3 separate regions of the Mus musculus genome follow, and regions 1 and 2 are each linked to region 3. A link is a contact called in public Hi-C and promoter capture Hi-C data. All regions are on one chromosome and are shown on one strand. Each heading gives the region's core, a stretch centred on a gene start, on an enhancer-like site or on the middle of the called end of the contact. The rest is flanking DNA. Distances are from core to core; before and after follow the strand shown. Region 1 holds the start of Cd44 (CD44 antigen). Region 2 overlaps Ldlrad3 (low density lipoprotein receptor class A domain containing 3). Region 3 holds the start of Pamr1 (peptidase domain containing associated with muscle regeneration 1).

Region 1 (3,266 bases), core at 364-2,863, 350 kb after region 3:
ATGAGGATAAAATGAGATAGCTTATGTGAATTACCTAACATAGCACAGCAAAGAACACACACACAAATGGCCAATAGTGTCCTACTGCAATTATTATTTGCATTACTTCTGCATCAGCATTCAAAATTTAACATTCAACAATGGAGGTGCGATTTTCTAATCCCAACGTACCATGTCTAAAAAGAAAAAAAAACCCAGTTTGGCACCCCTTACCCCCAGAACTGGATTTAGTAATTCTTGTTGAGAGGAACTCACTGAAGTCTGAGCTGACTTAATGACCTAGCTGGCACTTCTTCAAAGAAAATTTAACTATGCTGATGATAACCAAAGCCTTCGTGGAATTATCTGTTCATATATAGATAAAGGAGGGGGGACGCTTGAAAATGAGCCATACTGGATATTTGGCCCAAGCTCCTCCTCTCCACAGCCACCAAAGTCACCAACCACATTTAGATGGGATATTAGGGACTGCGCTAAAGTTCACAGGTTACCCTGATACAGGTCCCCTCCTGCTCTGAGGCTGCCAGGCAGCAAATATGAACCCTGTTGCTGTTTGACTTTGCCTAGACTGCAAGCACTGCGCGGCTGGTCGAATTATTGCTCCGGTTATGTGTCCTCCTTGGTCCATGTTGGAACCTTTAGGCCACTCAGAGCCTCACACAAACCAGTTCAAACTCCCACAAGCTAAAATAAAGCCGTTGGTGACCAAAGCTGACTTTAAGAGCCCCGAAAACTAGTCAAAGCTGGGACCCACTGTCTTCAGCTTTTCAAGGCTCCTTTCTGAAAAGCTCATTGCCCAATCTCTGGCCTGTAGCTATGTGCACACCTTGGGGAGTGCTCTACAGGTCTGTTCCAGTGTCTGCCTCTACCTGCCTAGCCACAGTTAGCCAGGCTTGGGGAGCCCTTGAGCACCAGAGCCTGTTAGTCGGGACAGAGGCTGCGGGCATCCAAGAGTACAGTTACTTTTGAGCCATGTGCTCCAGCAAGCATGGGGACCTCGCCCAAAATCTGCGGGCAACTTGCCCAGCAAACTTTCTTCTCCCTTTCTCTTTTCCTTTCACCAAAGCAGCACTTCCCAGGCGTAAACTCTTTCCAATAGCATAGCCCCAAATCCCAGCTTTGCTTTGCTAGCCCAATTCACTACAGTCCCTCCCCAGGGCGATTCAACCCAGAGGCATCCAGCTGGAGTCCTCAGGCGCGGTGGCGGGCCACTCACCGATCTGCTGATGTGGATGTGCCAGGCTCAACTGCAAGAGGCAAAGTCCCCAAGCTGTGTGCCACCAAAACTTGTCCATGGCGTGCTGGATGAAACGGAGGGATCTAGTCGCCTCTGGAAAAGGGTCGTGGGGAGAAGGGCAACGAGGGTGAATGGAACCTGTCACTGGCTGGGGGCTGCTGGGCAATGAGACCGCTTCGGAAGTTGGCTGTGGTTTTTATTCCAGGCTTTGAAAGAGTGAGTGACCTAAGAGGGAGGGAGCGCGCGAAGGACACACCCAAAGCGAGGGGGCTGTGACTAAGCAGCCAACGGAAGTTTAAAGACACACCAGCCTGCTTTCGCTACTGCCCCTGCACTCCTGCCCTGCTCTCTTGGACAGAAGAGAATGGCCGCCCCCCTCCCCCCCCCAGCCCCCGTGCGCCCACGTTCTCCAGGGCCACTCCACAGGCTTCCTACCCTGGCCCAGCCTACCAGCCTATGAGAAGCGCTGCCTGGGACAAGGAGAATGACTGAGTTCTAAGACCTCGCCCCTCTCAGTTAAATCTTCCAGTTTCTCCTTTGCCACTAAACTTGGGAACCTGGCTAGGGAAAGACTGGTTTTCCCAGGAAGCTGAGGAAGCTGGACTTATCTTAGGGAGGAACTGAAGAAAGAAAGAGGCTGAAGGGAGAGAGAGAGAGAGAGAGAGAGAGAGAGAGAGAGAGGGAGAGGGAGAGATCCATCCTAGTGGAGAGTGCTTTCCTGGCCAGGGTGGGGACTGAAAAGTGGGGAACTTGTGGGAGTGTTCTTTCCTCTTTCCCTCTGAGAGAAGTCCAAACCGCTCATCTGATCTTTGATCCGGGGAAAACCCAAGGGTGCTCAACACATTTCATTCATGCTCTCAAAATATCTACCAATTTCTTAAATCCTTCTCGGACTCACAATCCACCCATCCATTCCTCTGTCCACCCATCTTCCTTCTGCAAATGCACTAATCTAGCCATACTACACCTGCCCACCAATTCTTGTATTCGCCCACCTGCACAACTTTTCAATCCTTTTCACACCCCTCCTCAGCTCATATCTGTTCATCATATTTCCTATCCATCCCGACGCACATACATGGTTCCCGTCTCTCATTCTACCCATCCCCATATCCACTCACACATTTAACTGTTCTTTCTTGTTTACATTTTATATTCTCTTTGCTGCAAACTTTAATACATTCAAATTCCCCTTTACATCTTGATACATTTCAAAGAGGGATGCACATTTGCCATAGTCTTCAAGGGAGAAATCTCAAGGCTGAAAATCGGGGAAAATCGTATGTAAAATTGCAATTCCCTATCTTCTCTAATACCCTGCAAGTTGCAATTTGGATATCAAAAGCTCTGTTTATTTTTAATGTGAACTAAATCTGAGTGGACTTCTTGCTGAATGAGAAACACAGAAGGCATGGCCAGGGCAGGACCCGGAATGAATCATGCCAGAATTTCTGAAGGAAAATGATATTTTGGGATTTACTGAAAGAAACTGAGAAAGTGAGAGAAATGTACACAGCCACCTGTCCATCCATTTATTCATCAAGCACGTAATGAGTGCCAGAGGGTTTCAAGAGAAGCAATCCTGGTTTGGTCTAGGCACTAGCTCCCACACAAGCCAGTGGCTGCTGCAGTATAAAATATACTGCAAACTACAGCTAGGACTGGGAAGATGGCACAGTGATAAAGTGCTTGCTGCCAAGCATGGGACAAGTTAGATCCTTGGAACCCACATGGTGCCTTAGGCAAGTTGTCCTCTACCTGTCACAGGCCTGCCACATACACACAATTAATAACTGTTAAAATGATTAAAAATAATCATTTTATTTTTCAGCCAGCTTTTTCTGTGTATAGACTAAAAGTATTCGTAAGAATTGCATTTGTTCCGAGTATCTACAAGCTTTTTGCTTTTGACTATTTTGTGAACCACACAACTTAACTGCTATGTATCACATATATAATACACGACATTCCACTTTGTTAGGTACTACAAATATGCAGCAGCGATTAGAAGAATATGTGTGGGTTATAT
Region 2 (2,863 bases), core at 310-2,809, 460 kb before region 3:
AGCGCACTGTGCTTGTTGCTGGGAAAACTGAGCAAGATAAATTCAGGCCTTTTGCTGGCTGTCTGAAAACATCTAATGGCCCTAGAAAGCAAACACCCATGGCCTTTATTGCATCTGATGCTGACAAGTCATAGGTAGAAACACACAGTTCTATGTGAACTGGAGGAAAGAAGGTCTACCTGCCGGGGAAGAGAGGGGACAAAGATTTCTGGGAAGGAATGGCTACAGAGTGAGGTATTCCTCTTTTTATGTACCAAGACAAATCTATCCATCAATCTACCTAAACATGCATTAACCCACTCACCAATCAGTTAATCCATCCATCTATCCATCATCCATCCATCCCTCCCTCCCACCAATGGTTTGAAAATAGACCCATGCACTCATCAACCCATGCACTGACTCCTTCATTTACCTATACCCATCCATCATCAACATAACCACCCACCCAACCACCTATCCACATTATTTTGTTTGTGTTTTGATTGATTGTCTTTTAAAACAGGTTCCCACTTGGAAGCCCAATGGAGTCTGGAACTTGTTATGTAACCCAGGCTAGCCTCCAACTTGCAATTCTCCTGCCTCAGCATCTGGAGTGCTAGAAATACAAGCATGAACACCAGGCCCATATTCTGTGTGTGTGTATAAGTGATCATGAATGTGCATGTGCATGCATGTGTTGGTAGGTGTGCACATGTGTGTGGAGGCCAGAAGATAACCTCAGCTATTATTTCTAAGGTACTGGTCACCTTGTTTTGTTTGTTTAAGGGTCTCTCACTGTCCTGGATATTGCCAAGTAGTTTAGGATGGCTGGCAAGAAAATCACAGGCATCCACTCAACTACCATCTGTGATGGTTTGTATATGCTCGGCCCAGGGAGTGGCACGATTAGAAGGTGTGGCCCTATTGGAGTAGGTGTGTCACTGTGGGCATGGGCTTTAAGACCCTCATTCTCGCCAGGCAGTGCTGGAGCATGGCCGGTGGATTTCTGAGTTCGAGGCCAGCCTGGTCTACAGAGTGAGTTCCAGGACAGCCAGGGCTATACAGAGAAACCCTGTCTCGAAAAAAAACAAAAAACAAAAACAATAACAAACAAACAAAAATCCTCATTCTAGCTGCCTAGGGTCTTCTACCCGCCTTCAAATGAAGATGTAGAACTCTCACCTCCTCCTGCACCATGCCTGCCTGGATATTGCATGAACCTCTGATTCTGTAAGCCAGCTCCAATTAAACATCTTTTTAAGAGTTGCCTTGGTCACGGTGTCTGCTCACAGTGGTAAAACCCTAATTAAGACACCATCTCTCTAGTGGTAGGATTACCACACCAGGGTCTCTGTCTCTTGTCTCTCTCTGTCTCTCTCTCTCTCTCTCTCTCTCTCTGTGTCTGTCTCTGTCTCTGTGTCTGTCTCTGTCTCTCTCTCAGAAGACTAAACAAAACAAACAAAACAAAAAGCAAGGGCTCCAGGGAAATGAACTCACATCCTCACATCTGCAAGGCAAGCATCCACTGACCCCGATGCGGCCCCAGCAGTGGCCCACATGTGGCTCACATTCCTTCACCACAGTTTCTGTTGCTGTTTTACACAGTTCTGTTCTGAAGCCAGGAGAGAATTCAAAGAACTGCATGATGTCAATCCTGTAAATAATCAGTATTCCAGGGAAGGTGCTGGAGGGCACGTTTCTACTTTAGAAGGGAAGGAAGGCTCAGAAAGAAATACCCCATGCTAAGTTCTAGGCAGGGTCAAGAACAGCAAGCCAGGGCTCCCCTGCTGCTCCTCTGCAGCGGCCTCGCTGCCCACCCTTGAATTCACTCAGAGCCACTGTGCTGCTTTTAAATTGTTTGTTTTGTTCTGATTTTACCCAAGCCCTCGGCATTCATTCGCAGGGTAAACAGGACACTGCTCCTCTGTAATTTTCCTCAAGGCTGTCCTTAAACATGAGCCGGTAAGGATGACTGCTGATTGGCAGGAGAAGAAAGTCTGGCAGAATTAACAAATTAGGTGATGACACCATCTGCCTTTGTACTCCTCCTGTCGGCAATGGAAAACAAAATACTTCTGAAATGTAGAAGTCGAGGGAGAGGCTGGCACAAGACCAAGGGATATTAACTAGAGAGCCCAAGGAAAGCGGGCATTGTTTTCTCGGTCGTTCACATGCGCCAAGGTGAGAGTTGCATCGCAGCACGATTATTCAATGTGCAGCTGATGTTTTCTTCTCAACCATGCCTTGCAAGGAGGGGAGGGGGGTGAAGGGCAGAGCAAGAACCTGGTCCTTCACTGTCTGGGTAGACATAAGCTTTAATGATGAAATGATTCCCCATAAAGAGTCACAGCTTCTTCTGGGAGCCTCTTGAATTATGAAAGGCATAGCCACCTAATACTGAAAACTTGGGCAGGGCACTAAAGAGAGATGCCCACCCCTGCACCAGGGAGGTTGGTTGGGGGAGTGGTGTGTGTGTGTGTGTGTGTGTGTGTGTGTGTGCGCGCGCATCACACAAGGTAGAGCTCAACATCAGGCGTCTTCTGCCTCTATGTTTTGAGATTCTCTCTCTCTCTCTCTCTCTCTCTCTCTCTCTCTCTCTCTCTCTCTCTCCCTCCTTTTCTCCCCCCTCCCTCTCTCTCTGAACCTAGAGAGTCTATCAGCTGGTTAGCCTAACTTTACATGTATGCTGAGTGGTGAGGGTTGCTTAGCAAGCATTTTACCGGCAGACTCATGTTCCAAGCCTTGAAGAGGGATCTTAATGACACAACCTATCTGTACCAAGGATGGGCCTGTCTGAGATCATCTCTTCCTGGTCTCATGAAGAGGATCCTGTAGCTGTCCCCTAGTCTCTCTGATGTCAAAGCACTGGTACTGTAGCTCC
Region 3 (3,350 bases), core at 568-3,067:
TATATCATCTTGTCCCTTCCAATTCCATGGTTTTCTCTCTGCTTCAGGCCTTCATGAGTAGTCTAGGGAGATAGTCTTCTTGGGATTTTACTTTTCGAAATCATCAAAGCACCCCAAAACCTAGAGGATAAAATTTAGAAACCCTGTCACACTCACATTATGTTCTTGCTCATTGCCAAACTCCACACAATTCTCTTCAATGGGTTCTCTCCCACTCTTTCTTTCAATTACTTACCATCACTCAATTTGTATATGTGCATCCATCTATCTATCTATCTATCTATCTATCTATCTATCTATCTATCTATCTACCTATCTATCACTTATCAGTCCACAAGTATGTATCTGTCATATGTCACTTAACTGTGTGCCATCCATCCATCCATCCATCCATCCATCCATCCATCCATCATCTACCTAAACAATTTAAAGTGCATTTTGTTGGTTAACTTTGCCATACATACTTTGAGCAAAATGAATAAGTACAATTTAGAGACTAATTCATATATATGCATTGTTTCTCAAGGGCACTGGTCAGGTTCAACCTTCTTTCTAGAAAGTTCTCATTATTCTCCTCCGTGGATGGAGATATTACTTTTCTCACTAGCCCTGAAGAATCATCCACGCCTCATAACTTTGAGTTTTAATCTAACATCACAAACTAATATTGGCACATCCCAAAGTCCCAGGTCTAAATTAGACTCAAGTATATTATGCTTTGCCATTCGTAGCTCAGTGATTTCATGCAAGTGACTTAAAATCTGAATCTTTTTGATTCCAGAATTTATAGAAAACGCTACCGATTGTACGTCTTGACTAATGGTTAAACTTACTTTTATGTGGGTATCACCTTTGAAGCTGTACACCATAGTGATTAGGACTACCGTCTGTGGATCTGATAATCATAGGCTCAAACCTCAGAGCTGTGCCCCTCACTTGTGTGACCTTAGACTCTCAAGGACTCCTTTTCCCTGTTTGTGGAATAGAGACACTCGGGTCCTGCCTGTATGCTCTTGGGGAGTATCTTGTGCTGCCCCACCATCATGAACTCAGATCAGGATTTCCCAGTAGCCTGTGTGTGCAGTTGCTCAGAGCAGAAAAGGGGAAAGAAAGCGCTTGGAGGTAGAGCAGTGTTGAGAGGGGAGTGCAGGTGGGTTTACTCTATCCTCCCATCGCCTGTTGGGGGAGGGCATACTCGGCCTTATATGGAGGTGGGTGGCAATTTTTAGGAGTATCTCCTTCTATGGATTTCAGGAAATAAACTCTGGTCCTAGTGCTTGAACAGTAAACAGCTCTGTCATTCTGTTGGGCCCCAGGCCACTCTTCTAATCTGTCTCTGTCTGCCTAATTTAGGTGACCACAACCAATACCTGCCCCAGCCCCCCATTCCAGCCTTCCATGCCACCTTTCTCAGCCTCTTCCATAAGCCTCTCATCTCAGGTTCTAGTACCATCCTGCCCTCTCAGCCTCCCATCCCAGTGCCATGCTAGCCTCCTAGCCCAGCCTCCAATCCTCCTTTCTCCTCTCAGCTTTCTAGCTCAGGTGCGGGATGTTTGAATGAGCATCCTCCCTAGCCTCCTCTGAGAGGTCCCGCAGCCATTCCTACTTCTGGTCCCAGTCAGTGCTGCCTGCCACACATCTCTACCTTCACTATCAACAAAGGTTGATCACGGAAGTCCAGCGAGAAGGAGCGGGCTCTGGTATCCCGCTGTCCCCCGTAGATCGCTGTGCACTGGCCTCCAGGCGTGGTCACGACTCCCCGGGCCTCTCAAGGGTTAAGAGGAAAGCTTTGGGCTGACGTCGCTCTGGCCGAAGGTGGTTCCCCTAGCTGAGGGTGGGAGAGCCCGGCGGGCTGAAACCCGAGCTCTGTTTCAGCTGGAGCTTGGGGAGGTCCCGGCAAGAGCAGAGCCCGCTGCCCTGTTCTCGCCTAGGCATCCCTCCAGTCACTCCCCTCCAGTCACTCGGTACCGACACAGCAACGGGAAACGATGGAGCTAGACAGATGGGCGCAGTTGGGGCTGGTGTTCCTGCAGCTCCTTCTCATCTCATCGTTGCCAAGAGGTACTGTTAGTGACCAGGAGCCCTTTGCGGGGTCTGATGGGGAGCTGGACAGGTTGGGGTTGTTCCAGCGATAATCTGGGGTTTCTGGCTGGGAGCTGGATGCTCCCGTTGTCCGCTTTAAGAACAGGATGATATTCCTAATTGTGGGACTAAACTATGTCTAAGCTAAAGAAGAGAGCTCTTGTGCTATCTATCTATCTATCTATCTATCTATCTATCTATCTATCTATCTATCTATCTATCTATCTATCTTTTTTTTTAAAGGACCACATTCCCCTGGGAAGCCCATTCCCTGTGAGTTACTGGCTCTGATTTGCAAAGTCAAAGTTTCCTGGGAAAGTAGTCCCGCAGGGTTGAAGAACAGGGATTGGGTGGGCGTTTCTCCAATGAACCCTGCTTGATAAAGCTGTAAGGTGGGAACTCTTTAAAGCAGACCCCCAGTACAGGAGCTCTGCTCGCTCAGAAAATAGCACACATCCTGGGGAAACTTAGAAGAAATGGGCAGTCTGTTTCTGGGTGTACAGCGTTTGTTTTGAAAGAGTCCTGGCTCCTTTGTTTCCCACATGTCGCGTATTTGTCACCCACAGTTCATAGGGGATGGGCTCCTACGGGCACAAGAGAGATTGGGACATGACAGCACTTTAGGCATCCTCTTGACAGATTGCAGAGCCAAAGCCAGGCAATGACAGGTCTCAAAAGAGGATCTTAGTAGGCAGGGAGCAGGGACTTCTGTCTGTGTCTGTGTGTCTGTCTGTCTTGGGTGGCGGCAAGGGTGAGGTGTGAGGTGAATGAAGCCCTGCTGACGGGTTGGGGTGCAAGGAGGTGAAGCTAGAGGCTACAGGTGTGAGGTGTGGAGCGGGAGAGGTGAGGTGAAAGCAGAGAAGGTAACCTCCCAGATGAGCAAGCACAGCTGCGATTTGCCTGAGAGGGGTGACTTTGCTTAGGAGAAGGCAATCCCTTCCTGTAGCCTTTCTGTACTGGCTGGCAGTACCCTGTGTTTTGTACAAAAGGAGGGGTCTTTGCTCTAGCAGGTGGGTGGCAAGTGCCCAAGAAAGACATGAGAGTAGAGCACTGGCCTGCTGCAGAAAGAGAGACCACAGCCTTCAGAGGCGTCTCTTTGTGTCAACACAGAGAGTCTAGAAACATGAGACTTCCCTTCCCATGTTTGGTTAATAATTTCCATGTACAGAAGCCCGAGTGTGTTTAGCTAAATCTCCCTTAATGATTTACTGCCCCAATGGTGGGACAGTACTGGGGCTGGCTATATATCTCAGGGGCACAGAGCTTTG

Evidence for each region. Promoter capture Hi-C pulls out the DNA fragments that hold promoters and counts their contacts. A called contact is a pair of places that touch in the nucleus more often than the background predicts.
Region 1: a promoter capture Hi-C map of liver shows a contact between it and region 3, with 2.6 times the contacts expected there. The contact joins the promoter of Cd44 here to the promoter of Pamr1 in region 3. A contact is called at or near these places in 3 of 39 promoter capture datasets (hippocampal neurons, liver and stem cell-derived epiblast-like cells), 1 of 484 Hi-C or Micro-C datasets (embryonic stem cells) and 1 of 115 datasets of contacts at active chromatin or transcription factors (pancreatic cancer cells).
Region 2: a contact with region 3 is called in a Hi-C map of uterus. The contact joins the enhancer-like site here to the promoter of Pamr1 in region 3. A contact is called at or near these places in 4 of 39 promoter capture datasets (the 3T3-L1 cell line, cranial neural crest, hippocampal neurons and 1 more), 2 of 484 Hi-C or Micro-C datasets (cerebral cortex and uterus) and 1 of 115 datasets of contacts at active chromatin or transcription factors (trophoblast stem cells).

The regions. Positions count from the first base shown.
Region 1 is chr2:102,900,052-102,903,317 of GRCm38.p6, forward strand. Cd44 (CD44 antigen) reads right to left here and starts at 1,614. Exons shown (of 9, transcript NM_001039151.1): 1 at 1,217-1,614. The coding sequence starts at 1,295.
Region 2 is chr2:102,092,917-102,095,779 of GRCm38.p6, forward strand. The region is part of intron 2 of Ldlrad3 (low density lipoprotein receptor class A domain containing 3); the gene reads right to left. Among named protein-coding and RNA genes, the nearest start is that of Ldlrad3, 92 kb to the right of the region's middle. Within about 2 kb of position 1,560, at least 17 of the 459 cell types and tissues checked have an H3K27ac peak or open chromatin away from gene starts, as enhancers often do. A contact at or near this core is called in neural stem cells and uterus, where this site is marked.
Region 3 is chr2:102,548,204-102,551,553 of GRCm38.p6, forward strand. It overlaps Pamr1 (peptidase domain containing associated with muscle regeneration 1), which reads left to right and starts at 1,818. Exons shown (of 11, transcript NM_173749.4): 1 at 1,818-2,061. The coding sequence starts at 1,989.